Regions from separate parts of the Capra hircus genome. Here region 1 is linked to region 2. The links are chromatin contacts, called in public Hi-C maps. All regions are on one chromosome and are shown on one strand. The core of a region is the stretch at or near the end of the contact, and the rest is flanking DNA. Distances in the headings are between cores, read along the strand shown.

Region 1 (6,549 bases), core at 55-2,554, 250 kb before region 2:
TATTATGCTCCTGGATAGGAAGACAAATATTATGTAAAATGTCTGTGTGCCATCTCCAAGTTAATATACATATTTAATTCAGTCTTAAGAAAAAAATCCCAGAATGGTTTTTTAATTTGACAAAATGTTTCTTAAATTGATATAAAAGAATAAGTATAAAAGAGTACATCTTAAAAATTCTCAGAGGAACACTTAATGGAAAAGTATAATAGGAAAGATTAGCATTATCATATATTAAAAATATATGACAAAGCAGCTGCCAGTAAAAGAGTATAGCTCTGGGGCAAAATTAGACAAATAGGTCCTCAGTACCCAAACAGCTGAGTTTCCCAGGTGGCTCAGTGGTAAAGAACCTGCCTGCGATACAAGACATGCAGGAGACGCGGGTTTGATCCCTGGGTTGGGAAGATCCCTTGGAGGAGGGTATGGCAACCCACTCCAGTATTCTTGCCTGGGAAATCCCATGGACAGAGGAGCCTGGCTATAGTCCATGGGGTCACGAAACAGTTGCACAGGACTTAGTGACTCAGCCACCGCCGCCGCTGCCACCACCACCCAAAGAGCTAGATAATCAAGAAATAAACCCCAATTTTAGTAAGCATTTAAAATAGTACAATGTAAGTATCAAAAACAATCAGGGAAGAAAATTTGCACTAATTGGTGTTGGGGTAAATACTGTGAATGAAGCAAAAAAAAAAAAAATGTATAATCACTTCAATCCATATACAAGAAGGGACTCCAGATACCTAAAGAAATTACAGTTCTGAACAGAATGGAATAACAGGTACCGTTTTTACACTCCCACTGGAAACAACCAAAACGTGGGCAAATACACGAAATGCTTTTCAAGACACTGTACATTAGGCAAGTAAGTTGTCAATGATCCTAGAAAGAAATGAAATGAGCAAGGTGAGCCTCATGGTTGCCCCAGTTTACCACCTTGGGTGAGTCTCCTGGCAGAGCAGGATGGACTCTCTGAGCCGAAGAAATGGACCTAAGAGTCCAGGGAGGACAAGGCCGCTGAACTTTGTAGAAGACCATGAAGAGAGAATCTGAGAGAAGGCTCTGGAGACCTGCAGAGGGCCCCCTCGAGTAATGGTCGGCACTTGCTGGTGAGGGAACTTACCTCAAGCTGAGGAACGGACAGCCTGAAAGAATCAGAGGGGACAATCCTTGTATTCACACATGCCCAGGAGTGAAATTCTATCCAATCATGAGGCTGTCATCTCAGTCATTTCCCCAGTGAGAAAGAAACTACAATGTGTGAGATGAAAAATCCATTACATGGGAATAATGACAAAGTAAATACCACAGAGGGTTTCCTAGGTGACACCGCAGTAGAGGATTCATCTGCCAATGCAGGAGCAGGAGATGCGGGTTCGATCCCTGGGTCGGGAAGATCCCCTGGAGGAGGAAATGGCAACCCACTCCAGTACTCTTGCCTGGGAAATCCCATGGACAGAGGAGCCTGGCGGGCTACAGTCCACGGGGTCGCAAAGGATCAGACACGACTGAGCAGCTGAGCACACACGGTATCACAGAGGAAAAGAACTTGAAAGCATAGCAGTAGAAAGTAATCAGAATGAAGCATCCAGAGAAAAGAGGTTTTCTGTGTTTGTTTCATGAACAAACCATCAGTAAACTATGGAACAATTTCAAGTGGGCTAATGTGTTTGTAATTTGTAATTTGAGTCCCCAAAGAAATGGGGCAGGCAGGAAAAATATTTGAAGAGGCAATCACTGGACATTTTCCGAATTTATGAAGAGTGATGATCCATAGATCCAGGAAGCTCAATAAGCACCCACACAAGGAGCAAGATGAAAACAATACCAAGTCTCATCCTAATCAAATGCTGAAAATCTATATTAAAACAAGTAGTAGAAACCCCAGAAAACAATGGAGCTGCATATTTATCAATAAGGAGAATGATGTGAGAGAAGACTTTCTAGACTTCCCAGAAAACAATGGAGCTGCATATTTATCAATAAGGAGAATGATGTGAGAGAAGACTTTCTAGACTTTTCAGAAAACAATTATTGAGGAAAAGTTCAGCAGGTATAACTACATATAAATGGCAAATTTAAGTATCTTCTGCTTTTTAAAGTAATGGGTAAACAAACTAAATGAGCTTGAAAAGACAAGCAACAGAGTGAAAAAACAACAAATACAGAAAATAAAAGGATAAATATGTATATATGTATGCTTATAACACATAGTTCATAAGAATAATGATAAAAACACTGAGTTCAATAGATAAACAGCCAAAAATATAAACAAATGATTCACAGGTACAAAGTCCAGTTATTAAATTTACAGGAAAATGTTCAACTCTGTAGGAATGTAGATTAGATTACTGTACCATATACCTACTAAATTAATGTACCATATATCTACTAAATTTTCTACAAAGTAATGTTTATTCCTGGAAAAAGCAGATTTTAATTTATATTTTGATGCATTACGAGTGATACTATAAATCAGTATCACCCTTTCAGATGCAATTTGGAAATATGCAGCAGGAATGCAAAATATGTTTATATCCATTAACTTCCTAATTTCATTTCTGTTAAGTCTGTAGCTGTCCAACAAGCCACAGTTGTAAACAGACTGTTGTCACTTTATTATGTGGAATGGTGGATTCTAAAAGGTAAAGTTACATATAATTAAATGTACAGTTAATATACAAGTATAGATTTTAAATATAAGCGTATAATTTTACAGTTTAAAACAAAAATAATCAAAGATCAATTGAAAAATGAAAAAAAAATAATCAAAGGTCTTTTCCTGAATTACCTATGCATACCAACCATTTTTACATAATGTTATTTTTCATTTGAAGTCAGCTTCTAATATTTGAACTTTAATATAGTTAAGTTTTCTTCATAAATAGCTCCACATAATTGATTAAAGAAAATCTGTTAACAAGTATTTAAATAAAAAGGGACATTTTGGGATATGCTTTTTAGTCCCAGTTTGATTGAGAAATAATTGGCCTACATCACTGTATAAGGCATAAAATGTGATGGTTTCACTTACATATATTGTGAAATGATTACCACAATAAGTTCAGCTAAAATCCATCTTCCTGAGTAGGTTCAGTAAAAGGAAGAGAAAAAAGCTTTCTCCTTGTGATGAGAACTCTCAGGATTTATCCTCTAATAGCTTTCCTATCCATCGCACAGCAGTGGTCACTATAGTTACCATGTTATACAGTGCATCCTTCATACTTATAACTGGACGCTGGTACCTTTTGAATTATGTTATTTTTCCAAGGCTTTTCTTTAGCCTTAGAACAAAAGAGCATACTTTGAAGAAGATACTCAGTTCCGGGAATCAGATTTCTGTAACAGAAAGAATAATGAAATGAATTCACTCTGTTTGCTATACATATAAAGACAAAAAATTTTTCAGTCTGTATCTCAGAGGACCTCTCTGTAAAAATCATACTTATACAAATTTTAAGCTACCAGTGGAATTACAGACATTAAAGAATTCAAGGTCTTAGATTACAGGGCAATGTATCCATACATAGACAGTTATTATTTTGGACTCTCAGATAGGTAAATGGGGAATCCATTACATTGGAGCTTCAAAATCAGTCACATCAAAGTTCTCTGAACGTTTTAAAGGTTGGAAGGACGGTCGTATGCCTTTAAAAGTTAATCGGATTAATAGTACCAAAGGGAGTTCTATTTTATTTCACACGTTGTTAGCCTTTTGTTTTCATGGCATGTTCTGTCAAGCATTTCAAAAGATCGCAGAATCTTTAGGGAACCATGGCTATTGTATAAGTACATCAAAGAAGACTATAAAAATAACGGATTGAAATAGTAAACATCTTTCTCCCAATAATAAGGAGCCTGGGATGGCTGTGCTAGAGATATGATTCATTCAGAGGTTGCGTGATTTGCAACTGTAGTTTATACACAATTCTCAGAATTCATACCATGATCACTAATAAAACGAGCCTCCAAGTACATTCCAGGTTTTCCTGGAGTGTCAGTTCAAGTTAATTCAGTGAACGTCAACTACATCTCTGCAGTGTGCTTGACGCTTTGATAAATGATGGGAAGGTGACCAGTACACAAGGCCCACGTTTTCCCAGAAAGAGGTGTTAGCAGAGTCTAGTACAGAGGCAGCCGTTGAAAATAACGTCTGCCATCTGTGTAACAGACATGAGACCAGAGATTGAGGGCACGAAAGGGGTCAGCTCTCCCCAGGGAGTTCATCTTCCCAGGGAAGGTGACGTGTGAGCTGCATCTTGAAACACTGAAAAGAAACAAACGAGGGGTGACATGCCTGGGGATTAGTTATTTTGAGCAGCGGATCTACCTATGAAAAGTCACTGAGACACAGAACAGAGAGTTTGGGGAACTGCCAGGCTGATAGGAACACGGAGTACACTCAACAAAAACGGCAAGAAAGGAAGTGGGCTTGGGAGACCAAGATTGGATATGGAAGCTGCTCTAAGCCAAATCTCTTTCAGGCAGGAAAGCTGTAAATCGGGTTAAAGGAGCAAAGGCTGCTGGCAGAGACCAGTAGGAGGTGATGATTATGATAGTTCCTCCTTGGGGTTATGTTACCGTTTTAATAAATTTCTTCACAAATGCCATTTAGAAATTATTTCCTGCATTTTAGGGAATTTGGGGGGGGGTGTTGGATACGTGTATCTGTGTGGCTGAGTCCCTTTGCTGTCCACCTGAAACTATCAAAACATTGTTAATCGGCCACGAAAAGTCAAAGTGTTAGTCTGTCATGTCTGACTCTTTCTGACCCCATGGACCGTAGCCCACGAGGCTCCTCTGCCCATTGGATTCTCCAGTCAAGAATACTGGAGTGAGTTGCCAGGCCCTTCTCCAGGGGATCTTCCCAACCCAGGGATCAAGCCTGGGTCTCGTGCATTACAGGCAGATTCTTTACTGTCTGAGCCTATGCTCCAATATAAAATAAAAGGTTTTTTTTTTAAAGAAAAAAGAAATTATTTCCTTCATTTTATAGTATGATTGACTGAAAATTTAAAAGGTAAAAGTTTTGAAACTGTGCAAGGATTTTATGAAATGAGAAGCTACCAGAAAGGAAGGTGTCACACAAAAACCAATGGTAACTAAGACATAAGCCTCTGCCTATGTCTGGAGCTCGGTGGAGACTCACAAATGCCTTACATTTAGGAGCTGGCTTCCAAACTGCCACTTAAAAGAAACAGTAACTCAATGGGATAAGTGAGTGCCAGAGTCGGAAGGGCACATCAGTCAAACTAACCTTGCCCTGGGTAGATTTTCCATTGCTCCGTCATAATCTTTTTTTCCCCTCCTGAGGCTAGCTGACGATTTTATTAGCATTAGCATGATATCTACATATCTAAATTTAGCCAGAAAGACATTAACTGATATAGTTTCATCAGTAGAATTACCAATAGTTACAGAGTCCATGTCAAATATTGAGCTTTTGTCCTTGGATTGTTACAACATGTAGCACTGAATGAAGGATTATGTATTTCTAGTGCTTTTGTGACTTTTTTTTGGTGATTTTTTTTGTTTGTTTTTAGTTAAAATTGCTGACTATAGCAATATTTGTCTTCCTTCGAATCAGGGAATATTGTCAGATTCCATATCTCTAACTAGATCTCCCACCTCCTCTGGAATCCTCAGCAGAAATCTCAGGACTATACATTATAGTTTTGCAGATAGACCAGAAACAGCCCAGAAAAGTCCATTATGATGCCCGACATTTACGTCTTTAGGGAAGGCAATTTTGTTTTCCATGTAACTCCACACGTAGTCTTTTATTTATTAAAAAAAATTTTATTTTGCACACCATGCAGCATGTGAGATCTTTAGTTCTCTCACAAGGGATCAAACCCACACCCCCTGCATTGGAAGCACAGTCTTAACCGCTGAAGAGCCAGGGAAAGCCCCCACATGTACCATTTTCTGATTAAGGAAAATATCAAATGGTAATTTGGGGGAGGGCAGTTTGGCACCACCTACACAAATTTAAAAAATTTGCTCATTTTAAGAAAGCAATCCTGGGACTTCCCTGGTGGTCCAGTGGTTAAGACAGTGCACTCCCAGTGCAAAGGCCACAGGTTCCATGCCTGGTGAGGGAACGAAGATTCTGCATGCAATGCAGCATGGCCAAAAAGCAGAAAAAAATAAAAAAGCTATCCTGAAGAAACCTAATACATACACATTGAATATATGTTCCAATGTGTTTCATAATTTTTAGATGGTGAAAAATTGGGGGCAATGTAAACGTCCATCAGTAGTGGAAATTGTTTCATGGACTAGGGTATCTCTGTACCATTAAATATAAGACTGCAGTTGGATAGAATGTCCACCATATAGTATTAAGTGGAAAAAGCAAATTATAAGATAATATATGGAGTTTGTTTTACCTTGTTATAGAGAAGTATATTTGAATGATGGACACCAGATTTTTAACAGTGATTACATTACACCATGGAGTGGACTCAGAGAGTGAGGCAAAGTACATTTTTACTTTATATACTTAAATATTGCTTACAGTTGTTTTTTTTTTTAACGAGCATG
Region 2 (6,543 bases), core at 2,373-4,872:
TAAAAGCAATATGCTCTTTCACTTAGTGTTATAGGCTGTATTTAGTCATAGTTCAACAAATCCAGTTACCGAACTGTGTGCAGTATGCTAAAGAGAAAGAAAGGGGCCACCTCACCCCCGTTATAACATGCAGTGCCCCATCATCAACCTCTGTGGCGTGTTTTCTAGTGGATTAGTGCTAACAGACCTGAAGAGAGTCATCATTGATTTGAAATTGTCCACTTTCTGAGGATTCTCTTTGTGCTAGTTTTTTGTTTTTTTTCAAGAAATTTAAGTACTATGATAACAAGCTAAGAAATCCAACTTAAATATAAACAGGTATATAATGAGAAGCAACGTTCCTTCCTGCCCTTGGTGTTCAACACCCACTGTTAACAGCTGCTATGATGTCAGGTAGTGGTTCTTAAGCATTTTTTTTTAACTTATAATCATTTTGTCTGTTTAGTTATTTAGGAATTGTTGACATGAGGAAACAAAAGAAAATGTGCACTGTAATTTTTAAAACATCTTTACAACCAGTGCTCATGATGAAATTACATTGTCAAAATGATGGACCTCCTTGGTGCTCTCTAACTCTAGGATAGAGGAGTAGTTTATAGAACATTTTCCAAGGCTAGAATCCCGTTTTCTCTGAGATCCAGGAAGCCGTCTCCTTCCTGAGTCGCAGCTCCGTGGAGTCGCTCTGTCCGAGGGCGCGCTCCAGGCTTCCTCCGCCCAGTCCCACTCTCCTCGCGTGCCCACCGCGGTCTGCTCTCCCTTTGCGTCTTGCTCGTCTCTCGTGGTAGCTGTCCTTTCATTCCTTCCCCCTCTCCTTTGGCTAATGGGAGATTGCCTTCTCACCAGCTTTTCATGTCCAGGAACTGATCTCTTCTCCTTATCCTGCTTGTTGGCTCCCATGTAGGGTATACTGTACAGTAGATACTTACGGATTGAACTTCTCTAACGTCTTTCTTGGCCTCCATGGCTGAGAAGACGAGTTTTCGTGCCAGACCCTGGTTCAGATCCCAGCTCCACTACTAGATAGTTGTCTGGCTGGGCAAGATGCTTAACTTCCGGGCACATGATTTTCTGGACCCTTCCTTATTAAAAATGTAAAAATCATGTTTTCAAAAATTTTAAAAAAGAGTATTCTTTGGTAAAACCTACCTCCAAATAAAATTTAAAATAGGAATCAAACATAAAAATATTTATATTGTTTAATGCAATAATCCCATTTATAACAGTCCATCTAATGTATATATTTGGATAAATACATGAAATAAATATATGAAAACAATCCCCCCAGCCCCGAAAAAAAGACACAGGCCCCCATGATCGTGCTTCCACGTACAGTTCCTGTGAGGGTTAAACAAGATTGTTTATATAGAAGGCTTAGCATAGTGGAAATATCCCAGGTGTCCATTGACAGATGAATGGATAAACATCTGGCACATTCATACAATGAAATATTATTCAGCCTTAAAAAGGAATGAAGTTCTGACTTAGGCTCCAGTGGGGGAGGAACCCTAAAGATGTTAGGCTAAGTGAAATTAGCCAGACCCAGAAGGACAAATGATGTATGATTCCACTTGTAGAAATATCCAGACAAGGCAAATTCGTAGAGATAGAAGGCAGAGTAAAGGTTACTTGTTGCTGAGGGATTATAAAGTTTCTGTTTGGGGCAATGAAAGAGTTTTGAAATTAAATAGTAGTGATGGTTACACAACATTGCGACTAACTAGGGACCCTCAACTACACACTTAAAAATGGTTAAAATGGCACGCTATGTATTATATATGTTTTACCAGAGCTTAGAAAAGAATGTCCTCTACCAAAGGCTACCTTAAACAGGTGAATTAGACGCTCTGTGGATTGTGGCAGCGAAGGTCCTTAAAAAAGCTTAGTGTAGCCCCTGCCCACGGTCAGTTCCTAATCAATGGCAGACATCACTGAGTCGGTTGTCAGTGTTCGGTGAGCTTTTCAGTGTGATTCCAGTTTACTCGAGAGCAGTGTTCAATGGTTAAATAAAAATGTTCCTTTAGCTTTTTTGATAATTAATGGGATCTCGTTCATTATCTCATGTCTCGTTTTTGTCCCCCAGAGTTATTGATTTAGGAGTCATGACTCCATGTGACAAGATTCTGAAGGCTGCTCTAGACCACAAAGCAGGTACTATGCAACTGGGTTCCTGGGCATTTCAGTAAATTGTGTTCTCCCAGTGTCTGTCGGCGAAGGGTGATGCCCCCGCCCATGGAGGTTACTGGGACCTGCAGACACTCAACTGACAGCTCCTGCCTAGAGGGTTCTGTCATTGCCATTTATGAAGGGGACTAAAGAGGTGAATAGGTAACCGTGAAACTCCTTTATAGTTCTGAGGAAGGGGTATGGGGACAGGCTTCTTAGAACAACTTGTATTAGATTTTGTTTTTCTCTGTGTGTGTTTGTTCTTATATTTCTTCTGACACTGTGACATATCCCATCTGGGAAATCATGAACTAACAGTTCCGTGGCTTTTCCTAAAAGGTGGCAAGCAGATTATTGCAACTTGAAGTTGCAAATCATATTTACTACCAAAAGCAAGCAATAAATTGAAAACCCCCAGGCAGAAAAGAAGTCTCAAAATTATTCATAGAAACTGGGAATTTATCTTCTGGCTTGTGGTGTTTATTACAGAGTTTTTAAAATGGGTCTTCATACTTTTTCTCTTTTTTCGCATCCTCCTTTTCATTGTTCTTTTTTTCCTTTTTTTAAATAATAGATATAATTGGCCTGTCAGGACTCATCACTCCTTCCCTGGATGAAATGATTTTTGTCGCTAAGGAAATGGAGAGACTAGCTATAAAGATCCCATTGTTGATCGGAGGAGCTACCACTTCCAGGTGAGTCATGCTAATGAGCTTCATGCCTCACTGAAATTTTCACAGATGCTAGTGTTTAAAAACAGTGATAAAACCTGAGGTTTTTCCTACACATAGCACCTTGGCTCCTTATTTTATAAATACACTAACTTTCCAGTCTTTGTGCCACAAGAGCCAGAATAATTTGGGGGCCTGCTGCAGGAAACTCCTCCATCAGTGCCACCCCCACACCTGTTTTTGGATTCCTTTGGCCTGTAATCATCTTCCCCTTAATCCTCTCACCTCCTGTTCAGTTCCTGAGACTTCTAATGAGCACCTGAGTGAAGATGTGTGTTTTAGCACAAAGGCATTGCTTGAATTTTAGCCCACTCTCTGTCTTGAAGCAGGTGTCTGAGTAATTACAAGCTCTGTTGAAGAAACTCTGACCTTGTGATAGTCGATATAGAAAGCTGACTGAGAGAAAATGAATCAGAGGAGCACTTTGGGAAGTTGTTTCTGAAAAGGAGAGCTTTGGGAACCTTTGGGTCAAATAATTTAAAGAAAAGAAAGTTCAGGTTTGGTCACAGGATCATTATTTATTTTGTCAGCTATCTCCTGGGGTCATGATCATAATGCTAGCTGGTGAGAGGCATGTTAATCAGAGGTAGTAGACTTCTTATGATGCATCCCTTATGCCCATATAGCTCACTTTGGCAGGGAGCAGTGCCCAGGTGGAGCATTGGTCCTGGTGGTCGCACAAGCATGCGGTTTGTTTCTGATACGAAAGACAGTAGATGGCCGGGCCAAAGCTATTCAGAGTTCCTTTCACACTGGAAACAACTGTATGTTAAGCCACTTGTAGTAGTTAGGAATCTCCAAACAGGATGTATGTCTGTACATGGGGCACGGGGGGAGGGAGACAGAGAGAAATTGATTTTAAGGAACCGTCTCATGTGATTCTGGAAGCAAGAATGACTGAAATCTGCAGAGAAGGTGGGCATGCTGGAGGCCTGGCAAGAGTTGCTGTTGAATCTTGAGTCCAGAGGCAGTCTGGAGGAAGAAGGCCTTCTTCCTCTGGGAACCCCAGTCTTTTCTCTTTGTTGTTGTTGCTCACTTGCTCAGTCATATCTGATTCTTTGTGACCCCATGGACTGCAGCACACCAGGCTTCCCTGTCCATTACCATCTCCCGGAGCTTGCGCAAACTCATGTCTATTGAGTCGGTGATGCCATCCAACCATCTCATTCTCTGTCGTCCCCTTCTCCTCCTGCCTTCAATCTTTCCCAGCATCAGGCTCGTTACCAATGAGTTGGCTCTTCGCATCAGGTGACCAACATACTGGAGCTTCAGTCCTTCCAATGAATATTCAGGACTGATTTCCTTTGGGATTGACTCTTTTGATCTCCTTGCAGTCCAAGGGACTCTAAAGAGCCGCCTTCAATACCACAGTTGGAAAGCATCGATTCTTTGGTGCTCAGCCTTTATGGTCCAACTCTCACATCCATACATCACTATTGGAAAAACCATAGCTTTGACTGTGCACACTTTTGTCGGCAAAGTAATGTCTCTGCTTTTTAATATGCTGTCTAAGTTGGTCATAATTTTTCTTCCGAGGAGCAACCATCTTTTAATTTCATGGCCACAGTCACTGTCTGCAGTGATTTGGGAGCCCAAGAAAATAAAGTCTTTGACTGTTTCTATTGTTTCCCCGTCTATTTGCCATGAAGTGATGGGACCAGATGCCCTGATCTTAGTTTTTTTGAATGTTGAGTTTTAAGCTAGCTTTTTCACTCTCCTCTTTCACCTTCATCAAGAGGCTCTTTAGTTCCTCTTCGCTTTCTTCCATAAGGGTACATATCTGAGGTTTTCGATATTTCTCCTGGCGATGTTGATTCCACCTTGTACTTCATCCAGTCCAGCATTTTGCATGATGTACTCTGCATATAAGTTAAATAAAGAGGGTGACAATATACAGCCTTCTCTTAAGGTCTTCAGTTGATTAGATGAGGCCTACCCATATTCTGGAGGGCAATCTGCTTTACTCAGAGCCTACTGATATAAGTGTTAATCACATCTGAAAAATATCCTCACAGAAACATCTAGATTGTTGTTTGCTCAAAAACTGGGTACCATGGCCTTGCCAAATTGGCACATAAAATTGACCATCCTCCCACTTTTAATCTGAATAGCACATTTTCATGAGTGGTTACAGTGTTCTATCTCCTCTAATTGCTTCTCATACTTGGAGAACTCAGTAGTGTGGCTGTTATTGCTCACGTCAGAAAACTGGCTTTGTTTTTCCATGAAGAACTTAACCTGCTAGGATTATGTGACAGATTGTTCTCCAGGAATATGACTATCTGTCAATATCTGGGATTTCAGTGAGCATAGTTTGGGTAATTGAATGATTATAGTGGGAATATTCATTAGCTTAGTAAAGAGAATGGTAAGAGAATCTACCCATTATTGTCAACATGAAGACCTTTTAAAATCAGAGTTGTAAAATAGGAATAAAGAAATATTTAAATGAGCAGATGTAATAAGATGCATTATGAGTTGTGTGAATGTGATGCTAGTTTCCAAATAAGAAAGATTTTATGGGGACTACACTTGGAAGTTCAGTATCAGGAAACCACATCCTGCTGCTTGTTCAAGCTGGAGCATCGCTGTTGCTTAGTCTCTGAGTTGTGTGCAGCTCTTTCGTCACCCCATGGACTGTAGCCTGCCAGGCCTCTCTGTCTGTGGGATTTCCCAGGCAAGAATACTGCAGTGGGCTGCCGTTTTCTTCTCCAGGTGTTTTTCCTGACCCAGGGATCGAACTCGCGTCTCCTGTATCTCCTGCATTGGCAGGCAGGTTCTTTGCCACTGAGCCACCAGAAAAGCCCAAGTTGGAACATTACCAATAGTTAATTGTATTATATCTCTCACCAAGTAAGAGCCACAGATTAAATAATGATCGGAAGTAACATGATGAGCCTCTCAAGATGTATCATTGGCAACATTAGCCATAAATGACTCTTAACAGTTATAACCTGGTATACCAAGTAATCAATTAGATCAGTAATGACCAACAGTCCTCATGCTCTTATAGAATATCTGTTCTCTTCATCTGGAAAACTGAAGGTTCCTCCCAGGAGACAGACATCAGGTTCCCATGATCTCCCAGGTCTCTTTAACTCCAATATTCTGTTTTTCGATGAGTTTTTCTGGTTCTCTTCTCTTCCTTGCCTGTTACAGTTTCTGAAAAATTATTTAGAAAATAAAAGCCAGTAGTCGTGCTTCCAGGTAACCATGTCTTTCTCCAGTTTTGCCTGCATTTCAGCTTTGTATAAGTGGATTCCATCAATACTATTTATACTTAATCTACGGTGTATATTCTTCTGTGTCCCGCTCAACATTATGTCTTTAAGCCCCAACTCATTGTTACAGTAGTCAGGGTTTTTTTTGTTTTGTTTTGTTTTCCACTTTGTGGTAAAATATTGAATTGTATAATGCCCTCTGGTTTATTTATCCCTGTTACTGTTGTGGGCATTTGGGGTTTTTCCAGTTTGGGGCTGTTAACGTGGAGTGCTGCTATAAATGTGTATCTTCCCTGAAGCAGACTTGCTGGGTCACAGAAGACACGTATGGTCGTCTGCATTCCATGGACAGAGGAGCCTAGTGTACTACAGTTCACAGGGTCACAAAAGTCAGACACAGCTTAGTGACTATATGGCAACAACATCTG

The links. A called contact is a pair of places that touch in the nucleus more often than the background predicts.
Region 1: a contact with region 2 is called in a Hi-C map of blood, with 11 times the contacts expected there. The contact joins two enhancer-like sites. A contact is called at or near these places in 2 of 5 Hi-C or Micro-C datasets (both in blood).

What each region holds. Positions count from the first base shown.
Region 1 is chr28:36,123,461-36,130,009 of ARS1.2, reverse strand. No RefSeq gene overlaps it. Among named protein-coding and RNA genes, the nearest start is that of HEATR1, 13 kb to the left of the region's middle. Within about 2 kb of position 1,304, at least 2 of the 5 cell types and tissues checked have an H3K27ac peak or open chromatin away from gene starts, as enhancers often do.
Region 2 is chr28:35,872,705-35,879,247 of ARS1.2, reverse strand. MTR (methionine synthase) reads left to right here. Exons shown (of 33, transcript XM_018042441.1): 23 at 2,081-2,148; 24 at 2,738-2,858. Among named protein-coding and RNA genes, the nearest start is that of MTR, 96 kb to the left of the region's middle. Within about 2 kb of position 3,622, at least 1 of the 5 cell types and tissues checked has an H3K27ac peak or open chromatin away from gene starts, as enhancers often do.